3 separate regions of the Mus musculus genome follow, and regions 1 and 2 are each linked to region 3. A link is a contact called in public Hi-C and promoter capture Hi-C data. All regions are on one chromosome and are shown on one strand. Each heading gives the region's core, a stretch centred on a gene start, on an enhancer-like site or on the middle of the called end of the contact. The rest is flanking DNA. Distances are from core to core; before and after follow the strand shown.

Region 1 (2,700 bases), core at 10-2,509, 120 kb after region 3:
GTGTCCTTTGATGTCCATCGATGAGTTTTAACCCTCTTTCAGAAAGCCTGGCAACAGAGGATGGCAGCTGTATGGGACAAATCTGGGACCAGCTAAGGACCGCCTGCAGAGTCAAAGTAGGGCTCAGAACTATCTAGATTTGGGGATGGGAACCTCTCTCAACTGACAGTCCTTAGCCAAGAAAAATGAGAACCACTGCAGTCACTCGTGAGTTCTCAGGCTCAGAGAGACCTCAAAAACAATGCAAAAAAGGCAAGAGAGGAGCAAGTAGGTAAAGTTTGATGAGTGGTATTCCTTCTGTGGTTGGGAAGGGGGGCAATGCCTTCCAACAAGCTCCCTTGCACCCAGCCTGGCACTCACTTTGGGCTCATTTTGCCCTGAGCAGACCTCAGAAGCAGAGGTCTTTCAGTGCCCGAAAACCTCAGCCATTGAAATCTAGGAGTGCTCAATCCACCACTCTCAGTTGTTCCTGAAATAACTTGTTGCTTGCACACTATAGCAATGAGGTCCAGGGCTTTCGGAAAAGCTCAGGGGCTTAAAAGACAGAGAAGACCCACCAGGGATAATAGGAAAGAATGGGATCTTTGTCAGCACCGGGTGAGAGGGGCGGTCAAGGAGCCACGGCCAGTCCCCGCCCCCTCCCTCCCTTTTCCCCTGACCTGGTGGCCTGGTTAGTCTGTTGGTACCCTCCTGGGGCCGCGGGCCTGTGACCCCACTGCGTCGACAGCGGGGGGCGCGGGCCCCCAGCCACTCTTGTTTTTCTTTTCCTGTCACTTTTTCTTTCTCACCCCTCCCCTCTCAGCCTTTGGGCTCCGAACAGCTGCTGCTGTAGCTCCTAACTTTGTGCCTTTCTTTCTCCACCCCCCGAACCCCCCACCCCCAACGGCTGTTGGCGTCTTTGGAGACGCGAGCTGGCCACCCCGCCAAGGGGGCGTGAGCAGGCGGCCGGGTGAGCGCGGAGGGGGCACGGACCGTGCGGTGGTGACCGGATGGAACGCGAGAGAAGCACGAGGCGGTGAGGGAGGGGCGGCGAGGGGCGAGGGGGCGGGGCGGGGCGGGGCCAACAGGCCAGGGGCTGGATGTGCCTGTTGCTGGGATGCTGATGGATAGGGTTACACCGCTGCTGGGGCCGACTCGAGGAGGTGAGGGGATATTTTTGGAGGGAAGAGTTTCTGAGTTTGGGATCGGGGAGTGGGGGGAGGGCAAGAGGACACCGAAAGTTCCTCCTACATCTGGGCTTTCGTCTCCATTCAGACCATGTAAAAGGCGCGGTCCCCTCCAGCCATTGGGTGCCGCATGGACCTTCTACTGCTCTCCTGTGCCTCGCGTCCGGTGGCCTGCCCCATAGGTCCCGCCAGCTCCCTTTCTTCGCTTAGCTTCACTTGCTTGTCTTTGTATTTGTGACTGTTTTCCAGCCCGGTCTTTTACTTTTCTTAATCTTGAATCGGTCACTGTCGCCGGATCTCTTGCTATCTGGAGTCAGATCGAGAAGTACCTGAATGAAGAGCGAGGCTTTTGGAGAAGCATTTTTGTATCTGCTTAGGTATGCTCCTTGACTTTGTAGCAACTATCTATACTTTTCTGTGTGCAATTAGTTGCAGAATTCGGAGCTCTTACTCTCTGTGAACGCTTTGCAGAAAATCTTTTCTAATTCCGTTCTGTGGTTTTGTTTTGTTTGTTTGTTTGTTTTTCCTTTTTCTTTTTCGTTTATACATTGACTGGTAAGTGAACTAGGTGCTCACTTTATTAGGGGGAGAAATTTCGATTCCTTGGGGAATGTACACAAGAGGATTGCCCTGAGCTGGGCATCATTTATTTAGCCACCTATGGGATAAGTATTTATGGCTTAAGGTGGAAAGATTGTTGAAAAATCGTTGGTATTTTGTTTTGTTTTATATCTGTACTTTGGTATTGCGCCTTGAGGGTATCGTTGTTTTCGTGGATGTAAACTTTTCCAAAACTTAGAAGAAAACTAACTGGTAATGTTCTTGAACTTTCTACTTATTTTCTTCTTATTGTTGCTCTTGCTTGCTTGCTTGCTTGCTTGCTTGCTTGCTTGCTTGCTTGAATGAGTTGCCTTGTGAAATACTCGGAAGCACGTTGTCTGGTTCCTTCCCGGTGGTACAGTTGGAAATTTTTCATCCCGAATTTTGTCTACTTAACAAACAAATTAATTGTTTGGAAATTATTTTGATGCCAAATTCATTTAAGAAATTCGTAATTATTTTCTCATTATTCTGACAGATTAAAGGGGATTAAGGAATTTAAACATTTCTTTAAAACTTAAACACCTGAAAAAGGAGAAAACAGCTCTTTTGCTACTGGGTACTAGGCTGGGTACTGCGCACCAAAGTTCCCTGTGCCTTGCCCGGCTCTGGCGCACTCTGCCCCCTCCTTTGACATTCCACATAATGAATATACTTGAAATATGATTCTTAAAGTAATATCTGTGTCATATAGAGTGCGTAACAGGAATACCAGGGAGCGTTCATGGTTTAGTTTTGTAAATATTTTGTTACCCTGCGTTTTGTTTTGTGAAGAACGGAAAATTCGTTCTCAGAAACTTGTGCTCATGTTTTTCTCCACAAGCGAGATATATGTTAATTTTAATCATTCATCAAGACGTAAAATGTTCATGAAGGGTAGCAAATTAAAGGTAGTCTCCTGAGAATGTTCTTTTTTTTTTTTTTAAATAATGCC
Region 2 (2,700 bases), core at 66-2,565, 100 kb before region 3:
TCCTGGGATGAAAGACTGCTAGGTGGTTTCTTTTAATGTTTTGCATTGTCTTATAAATGTGATCTTAATTTTAGTGATAAAAAAGCCAAGTCTCTTTCTCATAGGCTAAGAAACTCAACTAAACTCATGTACAACTAAGAAACAAGGGAGCTTCTAACATAGGCATGGTACTCACACATTTGGCCACCAAACTTTTGTTCTTTTCATCCTGGTTTCTATGATTCAACAGGAACTTGCATTTGGATAGTTTTTATTAATGTGGAGTGCAGGTTAGAATGTCAATACTCAAGAGTTTTTCAAAATGGCAACCTTGGTGTATTTCTTCTTTCTCTACCTTTAAAATCAATCTTTTAAGTCCTTCATTATTAAAGAAACCTTGGGGTGATTTTACAAAGAACTACTGGCAACTAAGGAATGCTGAGAGTGAGAAAAAAATAATCTTCCCCAAGGAGGAGCACACCAATTGGCTATCCAACACCAAATGGTCAGTTCTGAAAATATGCATACAAGTAATATTATCCAAACTGGGAAGGTTGTGTTTAGGAATATGGATGTATGCAAGCAATAACAATTAATGAAGAAAGGCTACAAAATTGAAAGCGAATGATAAGGGGCCTATGGAAGGGTTTGAAGGGAGGGAAAAGAAGGGAGAAATAATGTAATTGTATTATATCTCAAATTTAAAATGTGGAAAGAAGAAAAAGAGTATGTCAGGTGATTGACACATATGTATTAAATAATATGGGTTTCAAGGTGTTTACAAGTGGAATAAAGAGAAAGGCACTGGGTACAATATAAAATACTAAAAGAGGAAAAAGAAATAAGGCGAATATATTCTCAAGAATATATCTTTTCCTTGTCATTTTGCTTAAAAGGATTTGTATCACCAAGGACCATGTTCAGCTCAGGTCTAATATACTATTCCATGTTTGCCCTTTTCTATTTACCACTTGCTCACTTTTAAACAAGCCTTATTCAAATCTTCTTGAGAAAATAAAAGAACAGAAAAGAAAATAGAGAAAACAACTGAACTCTAAGATTCTCCCACATCATCAATAGACAGCAGGGCTAATGTTAGTCTAGTCGTCATATTTTATCCATTGACGAGAAAGGGGCCTCTTTCATGAATAATTCTTAAAGAGGGCTAGAGCAGGAAACTGAGTCTAGAAAGATCTGTTTAGAATTCTGTACATGACCATATCTCCTTATCTGAGCCAGGAAGTACCACTTCAAAGACCTTTGCATGAGGGAGTCCATGCAAGTGCCACGTCATGTTGTCTCAGAAGGATGTGAAACCCAACAACACCCAACCACACAGAGGTGGGACTGTGCTCTCTGATTCCTATCAAAAGCAATCTGAATGTGCTTGCCACAGTGAGTGTGGTCAGAGCTGTGTGGATGTGTGCACATGCTCAAACTCATCACAGTAAATATGATCATTTTTATAGCAGTTATGTTTCATCGACAATTTTAAAAGAGAAATGTAAATGCCTTTTTATTAAAGCAACCTGAAATCTGATCACATGAATTGGAGTTGATGAATGGGCTCTGTTTACATTGCCAAGTTAATTATGGGTGCTCACAAAATACAAAGTGCCTATTTATTATCATTATTAGTAGTAAAGCCTGACTTAATCTTTTATGGTGTCAGACTAGTGGAGTTGAAAATGGAAACTACTACCAATGGTGGTAGGATTAGCTATACATTTTCATTTTCTATTATCGCACCAAAGATAGAAATATTTAATACAGATGTAGCAGCCTACCCTCCATCACTTCAAAATCTATTAGGAAGAACACAAACAGAGGATATGGGCATAAGTACATGCATACAAAACATCTGCTAACAAACAATAATACATAGTAAGAGTTAGGTACTTAATAAGTTACACTGGGTACAACAATTTAAGGCAAAAACAAAAACTATGTTCACATCTGCTGGTAATTTGGCTACAGTTTTTTCTTTCTATTCAAGCTTACATACTTGCTTGTTGAGATTAGTTATAGACATGCTTAATGCTTCTAATTAGACATATTCACAAATAGAAGTTATACTTACATGATGATGAAGAATCCCACCAAATAGACCCCAGGAGGGGTTGATGTAGATAAACAGAATCAGAGCAAACTTTCTGTTTATATTTCTTGTTCTCTGGGCTGCATTTCACTGTAAGCCACGGGTAAGCTGTTCGTCTAATGGCTCTGCCAATGAATTTGCTAAAACGAATTTCACAGGAAATGTCTGAATCACCACTCTTAATAGTGTGTGTGTGTGTGTGTGTGTGTGTGTGTGTGTGTGTGTGTGTATGTAATGTGGAAAAGTTGATGCTTCTATTTTTTTGCAGCAACTTCTTGTTGTAGATGTGAGGAATGCAGTGTTCGTCAGCTGGAACACCACCTGAAGTTTTGAACAAGTTAAAGCTTGGCATTTTGAAAGAAGGCAGGCTATAAGTAAATAAACACACATGCGAGGAAAATAAAATTGAACTTCAAGGGCAAGTCTGGGTCTTAAGGATATAATACCCTAAAATTCACGACTTTTCAGTGATTCCATAAATTTATGCTAAGAAATACAGAGGGTTTTTTTTAATTTTTGTGAGATTTTTACTATGAGTAACTCTGTGTGTGTGTGTGTGTGTGTGTGTGTGTGTGTGTGTGTGTGTGTAAGAAATGAGGAAGGGAGGGAGGGACAGACAGACA
Region 3 (2,700 bases), core at 24-2,523:
AGAAAACACAGTAAGATTGGAGCAGCTAATAGAAAGTGAAGCCCTGTCAGAGCTGATGGAAAGCCTGTTCTTCCCATCACTCAGGAACAGAGACACAACTAAAGAAATAAAGAAGTCAGAGGGGGGGGGCACCCCCTCGATGCTACACCAACAGTGGTGCTATCTTTTCTTTTTTTTAAGATTTATTTATTATTTATTATATGTAAGTACACTGTAGCTGTCTTCAGACACACCAGAAGAGGGCATCAGATCTCATTACAGATGGTTGTGAGCCACCATGTGGTTGCTGGGATTTGAACTCTGGACCTTTGGAAGAGCAGTCGGGTGCTCTTACCCACTGAGCCATCTCACCAGCCCCAAGTGGTGCTATCTTAAAGCACTTTTCTTCAGTATCTAAAAAAAAATACCCCTTCTGCCATAACTCAAACTCCTTGAAAACAACACATACTGGAGGGGAAGTAAAACTTTATACTCTGTATCTCTTATAAACTCAATTCCATTGAATAAATACTGGCTAAAATAGCAATAAAATTCCCAAGATAGGATTAAAGTCTGCTCTTGAATCCAAATGTTTGCTTCCCTTTTAAATGTTCTTGGACGACCTTTTCTCCCAAGCATCATCATTACCACTGCATCCAAGGATTCCGTGGAAGAGGATAAAGAGTGACTGTAAAGTCATTAGGCTGCCTAAAGATGGAAAATTTGAGAAATTTCTTTCTTGTAGCCCATAACTGGCCAGAAAGCCACTGTTATAAGGACATTTACAAGTCCTTCCAACTAGTTATTAATAATAAGGCTACGTTTACACAATGTGTGTGTGTGTGTGTGTGTGTGTGTGTGTGTGTATCCCAACACAGGACTTTCATAGTAAAATTCAAAGTAGTTCATTCACCCAGTTTACTTCAAAATCTTATCAATTTGTCTTCAACATCAAATCACACCTCAGGTTCTAATTAGCACACTCTAGATTGGCATGTCCTTTTCCTCCTAGGATATGAGACAATCAAAAAGAAAAATGCTTTTCAAAATTCTTATAGAATCACAAATTTCATGAAGGAGGGGGACACACACACATACAGCCTGTGAAGGAGAGAGGATATATGGAAGGAGAGAGGTAAAGAGGAAGTATATCTTAAGATCAAGTTTCACATAATGCCAGATATATTAGCATATACTGGTAGGATTATCTTTTCCCCGCCTACAAATAGCCTAAGCACCCTCCAGTCATAAAAATCAGAGAGAAGTAAGCTGAACAGCAGACACTCCTCCTTACTTCCCACCTCAGAGCAGCTGCATGACTTCCTGAGGATTCTATTGCAGTAGCCAGAGATAAACACTCATTTGTGCATATTACGTGCAAGTCTCCAGTTTCTATTCTTCTTCCCTCTCCGCTCTTTCCCTTCCCCCACTTTAAACCAGGGAAGCCAAACTCTGGCGGGGTTGAAGCGGCTTGAGAAGTACTAAGAAACAGGAAGAAGAGTCGAGGTCTATTGGCTAGCAAATGTGCCATGGCCTGACCTCTCTCCTCTGGAAAAGAAACATTCCTAAAGAGCAGGAGCCCTGTGAATGGAGTGGACCATCCCGAATATCCAGACTTATTTGCAGCTCACCATCCAGGGTTAGCTCACCAGGAGACTAGCAGGTTGGAATTTCTGAAGATTTGGATCTTGCTTCAGGGAGCAAAAGGACCTTAAACTGTGAAGCTTGGAATCAGCAGGTAAGAAAATTGGGTTGGTTGGAGCAAAGTTGAACTGATGGCAGATTCTACCAAATGCCTCAGAGATTGTGGATAACTGCCCTGCCTTATCTGCCTTGAATTAAGCTGCTAATCTGAACATCTGCATTCTTTCGGCTTTGGTTCTTGGCCAGAGCTCTGATCGTCTAATCAGCCTGTCAGCAAGTGTAGCTCACTGCCTCTGTTGCACGCTCAAAATGGCAAACTGTTGAGGTGGCATTCCTCAAGCCTCCAGCACCTTTACGACTCAGCCAGAAGTGCAAAATCGGCCTCAAGCTCCCATCTTAAGGCTACCCTGGAGCTTCTGTAATGCAGATTTAAATGTGGAAAGAATGTGTTCAGCGGCTGCTGCTGCACGTAAACCAACCAGTTGGGGGCTGACCTAGACTTTTCACGAGGCACTTTCATGCTTTGTTTTCTTCTTACTTAATTCACTTTACATCCTGCTCAAAGTTTCACACTTTTCACCTTCTTTGCATCCTATAATTGAGACAGGATGTCCCTCTTTCCCCCACTCCTTCATTCTCATCATAGTTCTCATTCTACCCTCCCCCAGGCCCCTCTCTTAGGTAAAGAGAAAAGTGACTCAGACAGGTTAAGGAATTTCCTTGCAACACACCACGCTGCTAGAAACTGGCCATTTGACTCAAGACTACAGAAAGAAAGCCCTATCAACTTACAGACAACTAGTAGAAATACCTATGACCTACTTTGTAACTTAGGGCTAAACTCACTAGGTTAACATTAGACTAAGAAGTCATACAATTTAATCAACCACATGGGACAAGAACGTTTTTTTGTCTTCTTAGCTATTTTCAATGGTATGCAAATAGACTGGCAGGCACTACCTTTTTAAATTCAGTGGTTCTAAATCCCTGTCTCTGCAATTGTTTTGAAATCAAGGAGATCAAACTACCATATAGTTAGAGGGCATCTAACTTGGATCTGTTTGTATACTGCTTTAA

What was found. Hi-C and Micro-C count contacts between places; a contact is called where the count stands out from the background. Capture Hi-C pulls out chosen DNA fragments and counts their contacts.
Region 1: a promoter capture Hi-C map of adipose tissue shows a contact between it and region 3. The contact joins the promoter of Fndc3c1 here to the promoter of Cysltr1 in region 3. A contact is called at or near these places in 1 of 39 promoter capture datasets (cranial neural crest), 2 of 484 Hi-C or Micro-C datasets (embryonic stem cells and nephron progenitors), 5 of 115 datasets of contacts at active chromatin or transcription factors (acute myeloid leukemia, embryonic stem cells and epiblast stem cells) and 2 of 9 other capture datasets (adipose tissue and pancreatic islet).
Region 2: a Hi-C map of group 2 innate lymphoid cells shows a contact between it and region 3, with 4 times the contacts expected there. The contact joins the enhancer-like site here to the promoter of Cysltr1 in region 3. A contact is called at or near these places in 3 of 39 promoter capture datasets (liver, macrophages and pre-B cells), 9 of 484 Hi-C or Micro-C datasets (Th1 cells, Th2 cells, embryonic fibroblasts and 4 more), 2 of 115 datasets of contacts at active chromatin or transcription factors (the SCID.adh cell line and a colorectal cancer cell line) and 4 of 9 other capture datasets (adipose tissue, liver, macrophages and 1 more).

The regions. Positions count from the first base shown.
Region 1 is chrX:106,483,788-106,486,487 of GRCm38.p6, reverse strand. It overlaps Fndc3c1 (fibronectin type III domain containing 3C1), which reads left to right and starts at 1,259. Exons shown (of 27, transcript NM_001007580.1): 1 at 1,259-1,543.
Region 2 is chrX:106,703,381-106,706,080 of GRCm38.p6, reverse strand. The region is part of intron 3 of Gm5127 (predicted gene 5127); the gene reads right to left. Among named protein-coding and RNA genes, the nearest start is that of Gm24491, 55 kb to the right of the region's middle. Within about 2 kb of position 1,315, at least 21 of the 459 cell types and tissues checked have an H3K27ac peak or open chromatin away from gene starts, as enhancers often do. A contact at or near this core is called in Th1 cells, Th2 cells and group 2 innate lymphoid cells, where this site is marked.
Region 3 is chrX:106,602,252-106,604,951 of GRCm38.p6, reverse strand. Cysltr1 (cysteinyl leukotriene receptor 1) reads left to right here and starts at 1,273. Exons shown (of 4, transcript NM_021476.5): 1 at 1,273-1,717. The region is part of intron 1 of Gm5127 (predicted gene 5127); the gene reads right to left.